4 separate regions of the Mus musculus genome follow, and all the other regions are linked to region 3. A link is a contact called in public promoter capture Hi-C data. All regions are on one chromosome and are shown on one strand. The core of a region is the stretch at or near the end of the contact, and the rest is flanking DNA. Distances in the headings are between cores, read along the strand shown.

Region 1 (3,314 bases), core at 392-2,891, 1.7 Mb after region 3:
CCTGAAGCAGGATCTCATGCAGCATTTCCAGGGGGCCGCAGATATACACAACTGGGAGTGCACAGGACAGAAGGGCACCCTGAGACAGCATCCAGGTCCCCCCTCCTCTCTGAGTCATCCCATTACAAGAGAGTGCCCTACCCATCGACCACCCAACAGATGTTCCCATCCCTCCCCTTAGAGCTCATGTCGCAAGTGCCCTGGGGCCACATGGACCATCTGGTCCAAGTCAGAGCCCAACTCCAGACCCCAGAGACTGGCGTGATGACCCAAGCCCCTCCTTCCCCCAAAGCTGTGTTTGCTAGACTTCACAGCCCCCACGTCCCCTCCTGCCTACCTCTCCCTAGGCTCACAAGCACTTGTGCTCACAATTTTTGTGTGAGCCTTACCTGCTTTCCCAATCAAACCTGAACCCATAGAGTCATCTCTATGCTACCAAGAGGCTTTGTGTTCCAATCTAAGGGGTCTCTGCTCACAGACAGGTGCACATTTCAGATCAGACATCACCCACATCCACTACTCAAACCCCAGCCCCAGGCTCAGCCTTGCTGACCTCTGACTGATGCCAGGTTCTCTCAGGAGCTCTGTCCTCAAAAGTTCCTCCATCCCAACCATCACATAGAACTCTCCCCTTCCTATCTCTGCCTATTTCTCTGTGTTGCACTGCTCCAGGGACATAGCGGCCCACCTCCCCTGTTTCTAAAACAGCCCGGGCCACACTTACTGCGCCCGTTGGCTCTGATGAAGTGGGTGGCTTGCTCAGGGCCACCTGGCTCTCGGGCATACACCTGGTGCTGCACACTGAGGTTGCTGCCCTGCAGGGCCTCAAAGACGCCCTCGATGGTGAAGTAGTGGGGCCGGTCATCTGTGCGAGCATCCAGATACAGCAAAGCAGCCCGAGCTGTCCAATTGAAGTGCCCGTGCAATGTCACTACAAACTCACCCAGCTTGGGCGCAGAGGGGCCAGTGCGAACCAGGGTACGATAATGCTCATTCTTAGCTGCAAAGCCAGAGGCCACTGCCCCCGCAGTCAGGAGGGGAAGGCGCCAGTGTGAGGCAAAGCGAGCCACAGAGGCAGCGGGGTACACACAACCGGGGCCCAACAGAAGGTCGGGGTCATGGTACAGCTTGAGGTCCACAGCGCGCAGTGGTGCCAGGTACTCAGAGCAGGCGCCGTCTAGTTCGGAGCTGACAAACCGCAGGTCCACGGGCAGTGCCCGGCCCAGTGCCTCCACAGCCAGTGCCACAGCAGGACCCACCCGTGGCCAGGCCCAGGCATAGCTCAGGTTGTGTTCTGGCAGCACCACCGCCAGCGTCAGGTTCCGTGCCCCCGGAGGACGCACCCCACCTGCCAGGGCTGCCACCACCAGCAGCAGGGATGGCAGTGCCATGGGGATAGAGCAGCTGACCCACGGTCCCCCGAACCAGGGGCCGCTCTGGCCTACTGGGCAGGCACAAGCGCCACCCAGCCTGGAGCCTGGGGAAGAGGGCCAGGAAGAGAAGTGGGGGCAAGCTTAGTCGGCCCGGATACAGAAAGTGCTGGGGACCACGCAAGAAGAGGATGGGGGGAAACCTGGGTCGGGAAGGAGTGGGCTACCAGCCCACAGCCAGGTCCAGGGACTAAGGATAGGGTGGCAGAAGGAAGAAGAGACCAAGGGGGCCTGCGACCGGGATGAGGACAGTGAGAGGTGAAGTAGCCTGACAATTCCAAGCCGAGAAGGGAGGAATCTGAGCCTGGGATGGGGTAGGGACTTGGGGGAGGCTGGCACAAAGAAACGGCCCGGGGACACCTCACAGCTGATCGGGCCGGGAGAGCAAAGAGCTGCGAGAAGCCAGAGCCCCGGGCTGAGGTGGGAGGGCGCCCGCCGCGGAAGGACTGGGACATGGGCAGGCAGGGAGCGAAGCGAGGCCTGGGCCAGAGGGGAGGGAAAGGCAGGGGTGACTCTCCCAGTGACGGCTTCTCCCGAAGCTCCTGCCTGGACTAACGGGCCCGGGCGCTGGTCCCATCCGGAGCTGCGGCGGCCCCGCCCGTGTCCCCCGCTCCTCTCCGCTCCGCTTCTCCCGGGCCCGGCGGCCTGCGCTGCCCGCCGCTGCCTCCCGCCCCCCGCCTGGGCCCCCGCGCGCGCCGCTCGCTCGTCCAGGTCAGGTCGCCTCGGCCCGGCGCGTCTCCGCTCGCTGCGCCCGCGGCGGCGGCCGAGTGTGACTTCCCCGGCAGGCCGCCCGACCCCGCCCCTCCCCCTCCCCTCCCCGCCCGGCCCCACCCTCCGGCTGCTGCTGCCACCCCCACCCCTGCCTGGCGCCCAGGGACCTCCCAGTCCCCAAACCACCCGGTGAGCGCCCCAGGGGCTCAGCACCCCGGGCCTCTAGGCCAGCGAGGTTCATGGGCGTCCCCATACTGTAAGGGCCTTCCTCTGCTTCCCCCAAGCCCCTTGTGCACAGGACTGCTCCCATCTCACTCATGCCTGCCTTCTTCCCTTGACACCCCACTTTTCTTAGAGTCCATTCACTCAATCAGATTTCCGCAGATGCTCCAGTCTCCAGGAAACTGTCAGAAATCCCCAATCACTGGGTATCCATTTATTCCTGGGTAGGGAAAACTCTACCCATCTCCTCAACGCCAGAGTGCTTTTCCTCAGGCAGGAGGAAGTCAGACCCTCATGGCACCAAAGGACTCCATTCTTCTCGGATCTTTATGGAGTCCACGAGTCCTCCTCTTCCTGGGGACTCAACTCTCCACTCTGTTTCTGTCTCCACGGTCGTTCTGCTCTTATGCCTATTGGATCCATCAGCCATCTGTTCCCAGGGCCTTGTCCTTTTGTCTTCCTGAGCCACACTTGGTGGGAGCTTATGGACTGACTAAGCCTAACAGGCCTCAGCAATTAAAGTTCATTGTACCCCCACCTAGGGATCCACCTCACTCCTAAAATTCCAGGCTAGAAAGTTCATCCAGGTACCCCTTATCTGGAGTGCTGACCCCATCTGGAAGAACAGCTTGTGAGAGATGACATCATTGCAAAGGGAACAGCTATGGCACCTTGGGGAGTTCTCAAATTATCAAAAAGGACATGCACATAAACACATTCTCCTCCATGCCGACAGCCAGTTTCTCTCCCACTTGAAGCCACTTCTCCAGAAATCACAGTGCCAAGAAGCCAAAGGCTCCCCAGCAGAGACTGAGAGCTTGCAGGCTGAGGACAATCTTTCTCTGAGATGAAGGCGACCCCTAGTGGCTTGAGGAGAAATTAAGGACCGAGTCTTTTTATTCAGAGCCATGAGTTCTGGCTGCTGTAGGCTGGAACACGAAAGAAGCTAAT
Region 2 (3,470 bases), core at 238-2,737, 1.3 Mb after region 3:
TGAATTCGATGGGGAAGGTGATACACTGGACCACTTCCCCCGTGCAGGTGTCAAAGCAGTCCACTACACCGACCCGGGAGATGTAGCCCTTCACCAGGCATCGCCCAGTGACAATGTACAGGTTCCGGTCACCCTTAGTGATGACTGCTGTCCCGTCCATAGGGATGCTCATCTTCCCCGCCAAGCACCAGGCTTCCTTGCGTTCATCATAGCGATAAATGTTAGAGACGTACCGGCGTGGGGCAATGCTCCCACCCACTGAGTAAACTGTTCCCCCGCAGGTCACCATGGTGTGGAAGACAAGCCCAATGGGCAGGTCAGGTAGCTTGGTCCAGGAGTTGTCGTCCATGTCATACCGCCACGCTGTCTTCAGTCCTGAAATCTGCTCAGTGGTGCCACCGGATATGTAGATGTAACGGCCAGCAGCAGTGGCACTGAGCGCGGCTGCCCGGTATGGCATCTCTGAGAGCTTCAGCCACAGGTTCTCCTGGATGATATAGGCAAACACCCCATCGTTGAACTTACCGTGGGCCTTCTGGCCACCCAGGATGACCACCGAGTCAAGCAGGGCCCCTTTCCGCTGGTAGCTCAGCAGGCTGCACGGGCGCTCCTGCTTGCGGTCCATCAGGACACTTTCGATCAAGGTCGCGTGGGCAGAGTTGTTCTCCAAGCCAACCAGCTTGTTGCTGGCAAACATCAGCGTCTTGTTGGAGACCGCATTGAGATTGATGTAATTGAAGAACTTCTTGAAGTATTTTTCCCGCTCCTCCTTCCGGAAGTACACCCAACTGATGAGTGCGCTGAGCGCCTGGTCCTCGTTGAGCACGTGGAGGTTTTCATCCCGGAGCAGGCGACCGAAGATGACGGGTGGGCAGCGCATGAAGTGCATAGAGCCCTCGGGACTGGCCCAGAAGTGGAAGTTGTCACGAATGCCAGAGTAGGCCAAGTCTGATACTTCTTTGAGCTCGAACAGCTCAGCCAAGAAGAGGTAGCGCAAGCAGTTGACGCGGCGAATAGACTTAATAAGGAAGTCATTGCAGTGAATCCGAAGGCGTGGGGTATTGAAATACTGTGCGCCCCGGAGCAGCTCCTCCACGTTCTGCTCTGAGATCACCACTTTGCCGCTGTAGAAGTAATCCAGGAGCTGGTCCACCGTGGCTGGGCTCAGGTAGTTGGGGTCGATGGTGATGTAGAGTTCATCGGTGGTCTTCATGTCGTTGCTGGAGATGAGGCTTTTCACTAGTGGAGAGACGGCAGCCAGCACGTTGCGATGTGCGAAGAAGACATGATGGTCCACAGTCAGGGCCATGTCCCAGTACTCTTTACGCTTCCTCTGTTTGTTCAGGTTTTGCAGCACAAAGCTGTTGTAGTTTTTCTCTGTGAATTCCAGTTTCATGGTGCTTCTTGTTGGCCGAGACAGAAGATTCGTAGCAGGTACCGGAGGGCAGACTTTTCCAGGCCTTTGGGGTTTGTACTGATGGTTGTTTGCAGAGCAGCTGACCAGAGAGGAGTGGGCGTGGGAGAGAGGGTGACGTCATAGAATGGATGAGGTCATCATAATGTAGCCCCCTCCCCGCCCCCAGGCCTTTCTCTCCCCAGAGCTTCAGAGGAAGCTCTGGAATGGGGCCACGGTGTCCCCCTGGGCCTTTCAAGTCACAGTCCTCGGCTTCGCCGGGAATGTTCGAACTGGTTTGGGTGGGGCAGAGAGCAGCTGTGGAGAGGGAAAATTTAGGGTGGGAGGAGAGGTTACCATGATCTAGAAGCCTCCCTTTTAACCAGAAGGCTGAAGTCCTGCTGAGGAAGGACTCCCCCTGTCACAGAGGCAGTTAGAGGCAGAGCAAACCTGGAACTCCCACAGTGTGGGGCGTTACAACCCTTTCACCCCTTCAGGAAGTGGGGACCAGACAGTTTTCATGGTTCAATTCTTAGGCCCTGAAGGCCCTTTTTTCTACCAAGGTTCCTGGACGTCTGAGAAGACAAACCCTCTGGCTTCTGATCTCTGTAGTCAGAATACAGTTTTCATGGAGAAGTGGGTGACACTCACTGGAGCAGAAATGGAGGGGCCAGCCAGCCCTAGGAAGATGGGAGGACTTGGAAACGCCAGTACCAGGTTTCCAACCTCCCATACCAGGTTTGGAAACTTCCCATACCAGGTTTCCAAGTATCTAGTAAAATGCTGGGGAAATGCCTGATTCGGCCTCTCCACTCCGAGTTTCTTAGACCAGTTCACTCAGGCCTCAGATTCCTCTTCTGTGAGATGAGAATACTCGCTTCAAAGTGCAGCAGGCACAGCGCTTAGCTTACAGCAAACGTTCCAATAAATGCCAGTTCTTGTTTCTTAGTTGATATAACCACAGCTGTGGGCATCCCCGAAGCCCTCGACGGGTTATAGGAGCCTGCTTCGGCCGCACGGTGGCGCTGCAGGGTCACCTCCTGGCCAGAAGCACGCCGCCTCCGTGCTCAGCTTCTCCAATGGCGTAGAGAGGAAACTCACCCGCCCCGGGGCGTCCCTTTCTGCCTGCTTTGTCCCGCCTAGGGCTCCTTTGTGTAGGAGCGACTCTGAAACTCATACGTCTGGACCCGGGGCTCACAGTGTGGCAGACCCACACCTGTTCTCATTTTACAGATGTGGACAGAGCCCGGCAATGGTGTATGACCAAAGCCACCCTGGGACCTCTTAGGAAGAACCGTGCCATATGGTCACTTGTACTGGTCAGGAGGACCTGACTGCAGACCCCATCTCCACTGTGGGCTCCAAGCCTCACTCCAGACCTTCTGGTCCTCCTGAACGCCCCTCCCAGAGTGACTGTCAGCTCCATACCCACCACTCTCCAGCCCTCTTGCTGGCTTGGATTCTCATTCATCTTTCCATCCCACACCTAGCCTTTTCCTTATCTAGGAACTTGGTAATTTAAAGTTTGTTTGTTTGCTTGTTTGTTTTTGTTACAGGGTTTCTCTGGGTAGCCTTGGCTGTCCTGGAACCTCTATGTAAACTAGGCTGGCCTTGAACTCAAGAGATCTACCTGTCTCTGCCTCTCAGGTGCTAGGATTAATTGAAGTTTTGTTTTTTTTTTTTTTTTAAACAATTATACTTTAATAGTGAAGTTACACATCTTGATACCTGACTTCTGGGGCAGATAGTCTCTTTGGATGTGATGCCTGTGAAGGGGTTAGAACTTCTGTCCCCCTGCTTGGGGTACTTAGGTTCCAGCCCCACTTCAAAGAACTCCCTATGTGGCTGAGCTCAGTTCCCCACTACCTAGTCTCTCTCTCTGTCTCTCTCTGTCTCTCTCTCTGTGTGTGTCTCTCTCTCTGTGTGTGTGTCTCTGTCTCTCTTTCTCTCAGGGAATTTCAGCTCTGCACGCTTCTCCAGGTCTCATCACCTGAGAAACAGGGGCCACTTGGCCAGAGGAAGCATCGTGAGTCTGATAAGGATGCCTGAATCCAGTGGCATCCTGACTGTCAGACCC
Region 3 (3,191 bases), core at 60-2,559:
GGCTGGTACAAACTTCGGGAGTCTGACTCCAGTTTATTTTTATTTATTTATTTATTACTTATTTAAACAGTAAAACTTTCAAAAGAAAAAAAAAAAGGTTTTCTTGTGACAACTATTACCACAAAGCTTAGGACACGGTTATATCTAAACTCCCTTGCAAAGTGCATGTTTTCTTGAAAAGCACCATGACCTCTTCCACAAGAGTGGGTTCTGTTGACTGAGAAAACATGCTCAGGAGAAGAGCCTAGGGAGGAAAGGTTTTTATAATCATAATAGCAAACTCTTTTTCAAATCCATGAGATCTCTCTTATAAGGATGGAGTCTATGGACTGGAAATGCTCAGGAAAAGGGGGATTCAGGTGAGAGCTAGCTCCACAGAATGGTAAAATTACCTGGTATTCAACAACCTCCATTCCAGCCTTCCAAGTGAATAGCTGTCAATTTCTTCCATTGAAGAAAAAGATCTGCATGTTTAACAATTCTGGTTTCTATAGGACTACCTGGAAGCACATGCCCTCCTACCCTCTACACAAAAGCCTACACAGCCTTTTTTTGAGGCTGCTAAGCTTGTATTGAGTTAGGAGGTTGAGGTTGAGGAAGAAGTTAGCCAACTTGACAATTCATCACCTGTTACCTAGCCGTGGCTCCTCTCCTTATCTGCCTACCTCGGAGTCTTACTCTCAGTCTTTCAATAGCACTAATTAACAACTTGGCTGGGGCACTTGTATTTCAGTTGTCCCTTATATCCAGGGATTAAATGGCTTGCCAGCATTTTACCAAATTTGCAGGAATTGTGATGCCCCTTCCCTAAAAAAAAAATCTATAAACTCGAGTTGGCAGCAAAGCATCAAGCAACTGATCTCAGTCAATGCCAAGGCCTTCAGTGCTGTTGGAGAACTGAATCAATTACTCATTGAAGATGCCGACAGAGAAACGCTGGTTTCACAGATAACCCCAAAGTCAGAAAACTGTAAGTTCTTAAGTTCTTGCACATTGTGGGTTTTGGATTTAACAGTTTCTCACATAGCTGTTAGTGTGCTCCCAAAGAAGTAGCTGGGAGAATTCCTGAGTTACCGATGTTCCCAAGCCACTGAAGAGATGAACTCAAGTAGGTGAAAAGGTGTGATGTGTGTGGGAGGAGGTGGGAGATTGTTACATTAGGTACCGTGAAGCTACAGACACAGGGCAGGGAGTAGCACCCATGGGATGAAGCGAGTATCTCCCAAGCTCAAGTCCAACTCAGAAAGCCCACAACCACCGGAAAGAGATGACCCTGGTGGGCGGGTAGCGGAAGCGGAAGTAGATACCGGAAGCTGCGATGGTGACGCCTGCCATGGCTGAAGTACTGTCCGCGGGACCGGAGTCGGTGGCGGGCTGCCGAGCACGGGCCGTGCACAAGGTGCTGAATCAGGTGGTTCTCCCCGGGGAGGAGCTGGTGCTGCCGGACCACGAGGACGTAGACGGCCTTGGCGGCGCCGGGGAGCAGCCGTTACGCCTGAATGCGGGTGCGCGCCCGAGGCTGCGCGTAGTGTGTGGCCCAGGTTTGCGACGCTGCGGGGACCGTCTGCTGGTCACCAAGTGTGGCCGCCTGCGTCACAAGGAGCCCAGCGGAGGCGGCGGCGGCGTTTACTGGGTGGACTCGCAGCAGAAGCGGGTGAGCGGATGTCGGAGAGGCGGCGCTGCCGCGAAAGTGGGCCCCCTGCAAGCGATCATAGGTTAAGGCGAATCTAGAGCCGCGGTGGCTTCTAGCCCCCTCTCTGCATCTTCTTTAGAGGAACCACAATAGGAACACATCCTGAGAAGGGTGACAGGAGAGAAAGGTTCCGTGAGATCTTGTCTTGAAAAACCCAAAGCCTCGGGGTTGCCATTTGGTGTCCCAGTTGCAATGAGTCCAAATAAATCACAGGGAATTAAAATTCCCATAGAATAATTAAGAGCTTTCACTTAGGAATAATGTCAAATGGAGTGGGTTTCCTTGAATGTAAAGATTCTTGTGCCACCAGACTTGTAAAGGATGCTGAGAAAACTTGAAACTTGATCAAGTGTGAATTAGACGTTCATAAAGTTGGACTGGTGCGGGCCGGTTTTGTAGTTGCAGCTACATGGGGAGTATGAGTTGGCTGGATAGGTTGAGACCCACCCTGATCAACCTAGATGAAAGTTTCAGAAGATATTTTGTAATGATATTTGTATTATTTATGACTGTTCTTTCATTCTGCTTTTAGTATGTACCTGTGAAAGGGGACCACGTGATTGGCATAGTGATCGCTAAATCTGGAGATATATTCAAAGTTGATGTTGGAGGGAGTGAGCCAGCGTCTTTGTCTTACCTGGCATTTGAAGGGGCAACTAAAAGAAACAGACCAAATGTGCAGGTAATAATGGGAGTCTTTGGTTTCAACAAGAAAAAATATCCACTCCCGAGAAAGTTAACTATCCAGAGGGCTACTTGAATTGTCTTCAAAGCATAAACCAGTTCTCCAAGACAGTTTATAAGAGTTTCTCAGGCGCTGCGGCTCCAGAAGTATTGCTGTATGTCATGTTTGCAGCCTTGGTTCTTTTCTACCGGGTTGAAGAGTTACATCTGCTATCCCCCTCCTTACCTGTCATGTCTGAATCCACCCCATGAGGAAAATGGCCCTAGTCTAAGGGCCATGGGCACTATTGGCTATCTGTTCATCATGGCTCTAAATCCTTGGAGCTGGAGCTGACAGAAGAGTAATCTTGTTTCTGTAGGTTTTCAGGTTGGGCTTTCTGGGTAGTTTAGCCATGTTCTTCCTGAACACCTGAGCCAGAAATGTGCTGGCCTCTCTGCTGCTTTTTCTTCAACTCTCAAGGGTCTTTAGTCACTCAATCTTATTTGTTCCTTCTCTTATCTTTTGTATGCCAACCCCTTTGTCTCACTTTTGACAGGAGCGGGCAACAATCTTATGAACTCATTAAAAAAAAAAATCTCATTAAAAAAAGGATTGTTCAAATCACACAGAGAGCATTGTACTCAGGGGTCTTTCCTCGTGGTTTCTGTTACTTCATGGAACCATATTTAAGCTTCACAGTGTAACTGGGCTTTGTTTCCTTCCCTTGGGTCTTTATTAATGGTGTTCCTGTTTGGAGCTGTGTCCTCAGCCCTAGGAGACATCACCTTTGAGGTCCAGGCTGACTGAGTTGATGACTGTCTCATCGTCACTTGT
Region 4 (3,546 bases), core at 978-3,477, 1.1 Mb before region 3:
GCCAAGGTACAAAAAGGAGGTAGCGTGCCCTCCCAAGTCCGAGGACCAGGAGGGCAGGGGACACTCGTTTCCGCAGGTTTGTCGGGCCCTGCCATACTGTAAGCTGAAAACGCAATAAATCAGTGGTTCAAGAGAACAAGGGGGCCCAGTGCTTTCTCCATCAACCACTTGTTGCTTGTGGGCGCTTTAAAAGTGTAGTCCCTAATTCACGTCTAATTCCATGGCTCTGGCCAGACGTAGTCAAGAGGATTTAAGGTGAAAATGAGTACTCTACCTAAATTTAGTTACTTCCTACTCTATTGATTTTTGTGGCTGACTAGAGTGAAAAGCTCAAGGCATGAACTCATCGTTTCAAGTTCAAGGAAGAAGATGGTCTAACAACTCAATTTCCCAGCACGTGGTGGGCACAAAATGTCTGACGGAGGGATGGAAGGGACACGTGCCGGTGAAATGTTCAGGGCCCCGGGAACAGGGACACCACCCAATCAGTCCTCAGGGACCGCCCCACACTTCTGCGGGGCCGACCTCAAGGCCTGTGGCAGGCCTTTCCAAACACAAAGCCTCGGGCACGCCACCGCCACAAGTTCCCAACTTGTTAGCCATAGTCACCTGAGGGCGCCAGCCCAGGCCGCCTGTCCCGCTCGACCTCGTGGGCCCAGGGTCGAGCCCACGCGCGCCGCAGCGCACGAGAGCGGCGTCGGGCCCGCGGCCTGCGCACAGCCGGCCGCAGAGGCCGCCGCGTGGAGCACGTGCGGGGCCCAGGCCGCCCCAGCCCCGCGTCGGCCACCGTTGCCCTTTTAAGAAGGGGGAGGGCGCCCGCGAGGGGACGAGGCGGCGGTGGCCGAGCGCCGCGCTTCCAGTGCGCGCGGAGACGAGCCCCGCGGGGCGGGGGCAGCCCGGGGACCGACAGGCAGCGCGAGGGCGGCCGGCTCACCCGGCGGAGGAAGACGGCGCCCGCCAACATGGCGCTGTGGCGCGCCCCGGCTGGCGCGCGGAGCCGCCGGCCGCCCACACCGAGGGGCCGGCCTCCCTCTCGGGCAAGGCCCCGGGCGGCGGCGCGGGGGAGGGCGAAGCCACCGCGGCGGTGACGGTGCCGGGCCGGCTGGCCCGGGGAGCCCGCGTGGGCAAGGCCGAGGGCGAAGGCGAGCCGGGCAAAGGAGGGGCAAAGTTGGATTTTTTTAGGCTTGAAAAAATGGCGGGAAGCGCATCCTTTTTTCAAACTTGGCCTCGGGAGGGGCGGCGGTTGCGCCACCTCCGCCGCCAGGCCCGCCCCTCCCCCGTTCCGCGCCAGGCCGCGCCCGAGGGGGGCTCCGCGCCCCCCTCAGGGACCCGAACACCCTCCTCGGCGGCGAGGCCCTGTCGGCCGCGGGGCGCATGGAACCCGGCCCGGCCCCGCGGCGGGCCTGGCGGCGGCGCGGCGCCTCGGCAGGCCCGGCCTCCGCCCGGCCGCGCATCCCGGGAGGCTGCAAACATGGCTCCCAGCGTTACACAACCCCCGCGCCCGCCCTCGCCGCCGGCCACACGCGCGAGCGCTCCCTCCGGGAGAGGACCGGGCGGGCGAGCGGCTCAAAGTTTGCTTCTCCACCCGCCGTCCTCCCCGTGGCCGCGGGGGCCCGCGGGCGCCAAAGAGTTAAAGCCCGCGCGCTCGCTCCCCCCTCCGCGCCTTCCGCCCGCCTTCCCTGTCCCCGTCCGAGCTGCGAGCAGCGCCTTCCCCGCGCCGCGGCCGGAGCCCGGTGGCCCGCAGGTGGCCACCATTACTTGCAAGTCATCGGGGGGCGCGGGCGCCCGAGGGGTTCTGCTTACGGCTGCCGGGGTCCGGTTCCTCAGCTCCAGGTGGATCCTCCTCTTCATATCCATGTTCCCCTCGTCCCCCCTCTCCAAACTTAACTTTCCGCGGCGGGGGCGGAGGGGGGAGAGGCGACCCGGCCTGCGCGGCGAGGGCCGTCGGAGGGAGGCGGCTGGAGGAGGCGGCGGCGTGGTCCCCGGGCGGCGTGCGGGCGTGCGGGCGAGCGGAGCCCCCGGAGCCAAGTTACTCGCGGGAGCGGAGAGAAACCATGGAGGGAAAAGGGGGCTGGAGCGCGGCTCTGGCCTCACTACCGCCGCCCCCGGCCAAGGCCCCGCACTGCGCTTAAACCGGCGACGCGACGCGGCGGCTGCTCGGCTCCACTCGGCCCTGCGCGGCGCCGCTCGGCTCGGGAGCCCGGGCTGCAGCGCGGACTTGGGAGGCGCACGGAGGGCGGGGCGGGACCCGCCTTAAGCTCAGCCCGGACTGCGGCGCCGCCTCCCGGGTCGCGCGCGCCTCCTGGCCCTCGGGTCGCACGTGGGCTGGCTGATGTAAGACCTTCCGGTGCCGGGACCCCCGCCCCCACCCCCACCGGCACCCGCGCTCTCCTGGAGGTCGACGGGCAGGCTCAGCCTCGCGCCTTCTTCCGGGCTCTCCCGGACCCAATTTCGCCTGAGCCTTCGGGCGCCCTCAGAGGCTGTGGCTTTGGGGTTCACCCTGTTCCTCCCAGTTTTGAGGCCCATAGCCCGACCTCGCTGCCTTTAGGTCCAGTGATGTTAGAAGTGCCATCGAGGACCCTGGTGAGGCTGTGCTCGCTTCCCCGCCGTGTTGTACTAAAACATCAGCAGGGGCAGGCAGCTCCAGCCTCTTGCCCAAGCCACGCCGCATCTGAGCATCCCCAGTTCAGGAAACTTTCCCCTTGGCACGTGTTTGTTTTTAAAAATAAAAAATTTAATATACTTTAGAACTTTATCAGTACTTAAACTACAAACTAGCCAAGGAGACAGAAAACAACTATACATAAACACTGTTTTTAAACATGTGAGCCACTAGTGAAGGAAACCATTAGTAATTTTAATGACGCCTCAGTCCCCACCTTCTGACTTTTATCTCTTGGGGCACCCGTGGAAGATGTATACATTCTTGGTCACCATTAAGTTGAGTCCTGGGTTGGCAGCCTTTGTCAAAGTCTAATTTTAAGGGTCCCTGGATTTAAAGCACACGGCGTTGTGTTAAATGAGGAGCCTACCTCTGATATTAACCAGAGGCACTAAAGATTACTGTTTACTGGAGAAAAACATCATCTAGGTATTACCCTAAGATTTTAGTGCAAGAAGCCTCTTCCTATCATCCCATTTTGCCTTAGAGGCCCAAACTTTTAAATGATTATATATCAGATTCAGAAATAATAATTCAAGAGAAAAGAAGATGTGTAGGTTATGGGGGAAAGGTGAATAGTTATAGGTGTAGATTCACTCATAATTCCGTGGTAGTCTGGAAGGCTAAGACAGGAGAATGTGGGGAAAGGAAGGGAGTGCTGTGCTCCTTGTCACAAAAGATCTCCAACTATTACCTGATAGGCTTCACTGAGCTATGCAAAAAGCTTTTCAAAAAAAAAAAAAAAAAATCTACTGAAGCGCTTCCATAATCAATCACCGAGCATTGGCTTTTAAGAGCTTGCGCTGTTATGTCCCATTTAACTTTCAGGCAACCCCTATGAAGTTGGTGATATCTTAATTGAAAAAAAATGAGGAATTAAGGTT

What was found. Promoter capture Hi-C pulls out the DNA fragments that hold promoters and counts their contacts.
Region 1: a contact with region 3 is called in a promoter capture Hi-C map of liver, with 3 times the contacts expected there. The contact joins the promoter of Npr2 here to the promoter of Exosc3 in region 3. A contact is called at or near these places in 4 of 39 promoter capture datasets (hippocampal neurons, liver and pre-B cells).
Region 2: a promoter capture Hi-C map of pre-B cells shows a contact between it and region 3, with 5 times the contacts expected there. The contact joins the promoter of Ccin here to the promoter of Exosc3 in region 3.
Region 4: a promoter capture Hi-C map of liver shows a contact between it and region 3, with 5 times the contacts expected there. The contact joins the promoter of Anp32b here to the promoter of Exosc3 in region 3. A contact is called at or near these places in 4 of 39 promoter capture datasets (the 3T3-L1 cell line, hippocampal neurons, liver and 1 more).

The regions. Positions count from the first base shown.
Region 1 is chr4:43,630,262-43,633,575 of GRCm38.p6, reverse strand. Npr2 (natriuretic peptide receptor 2) reads right to left here and starts at 1,641. Exons shown (of 22, transcript NM_173788.4): 1 at 725-1,641; 2 at 1-51. The coding sequence starts at 1,391.
Region 2 is chr4:43,981,521-43,984,990 of GRCm38.p6, reverse strand. It overlaps Ccin (calicin), which reads right to left and starts at 1,487. Exons shown (of 1, transcript NM_001002787.2): 1 at 1-1,487. The coding sequence starts at 1,396.
Region 3 is chr4:45,318,734-45,321,924 of GRCm38.p6, reverse strand. Exosc3 (exosome component 3) reads left to right here and starts at 1,309. Exons shown (of 4, transcript NM_025513.4): 1 at 1,309-1,654; 2 at 2,226-2,375. The coding sequence starts at 1,334.
Region 4 is chr4:46,449,607-46,453,152 of GRCm38.p6, reverse strand. Anp32b (acidic (leucine-rich) nuclear phosphoprotein 32 family, member B) reads right to left here and starts at 2,227. Exons shown (of 7, transcript NM_130889.3): 1 at 1,804-2,227. The coding sequence starts at 1,857.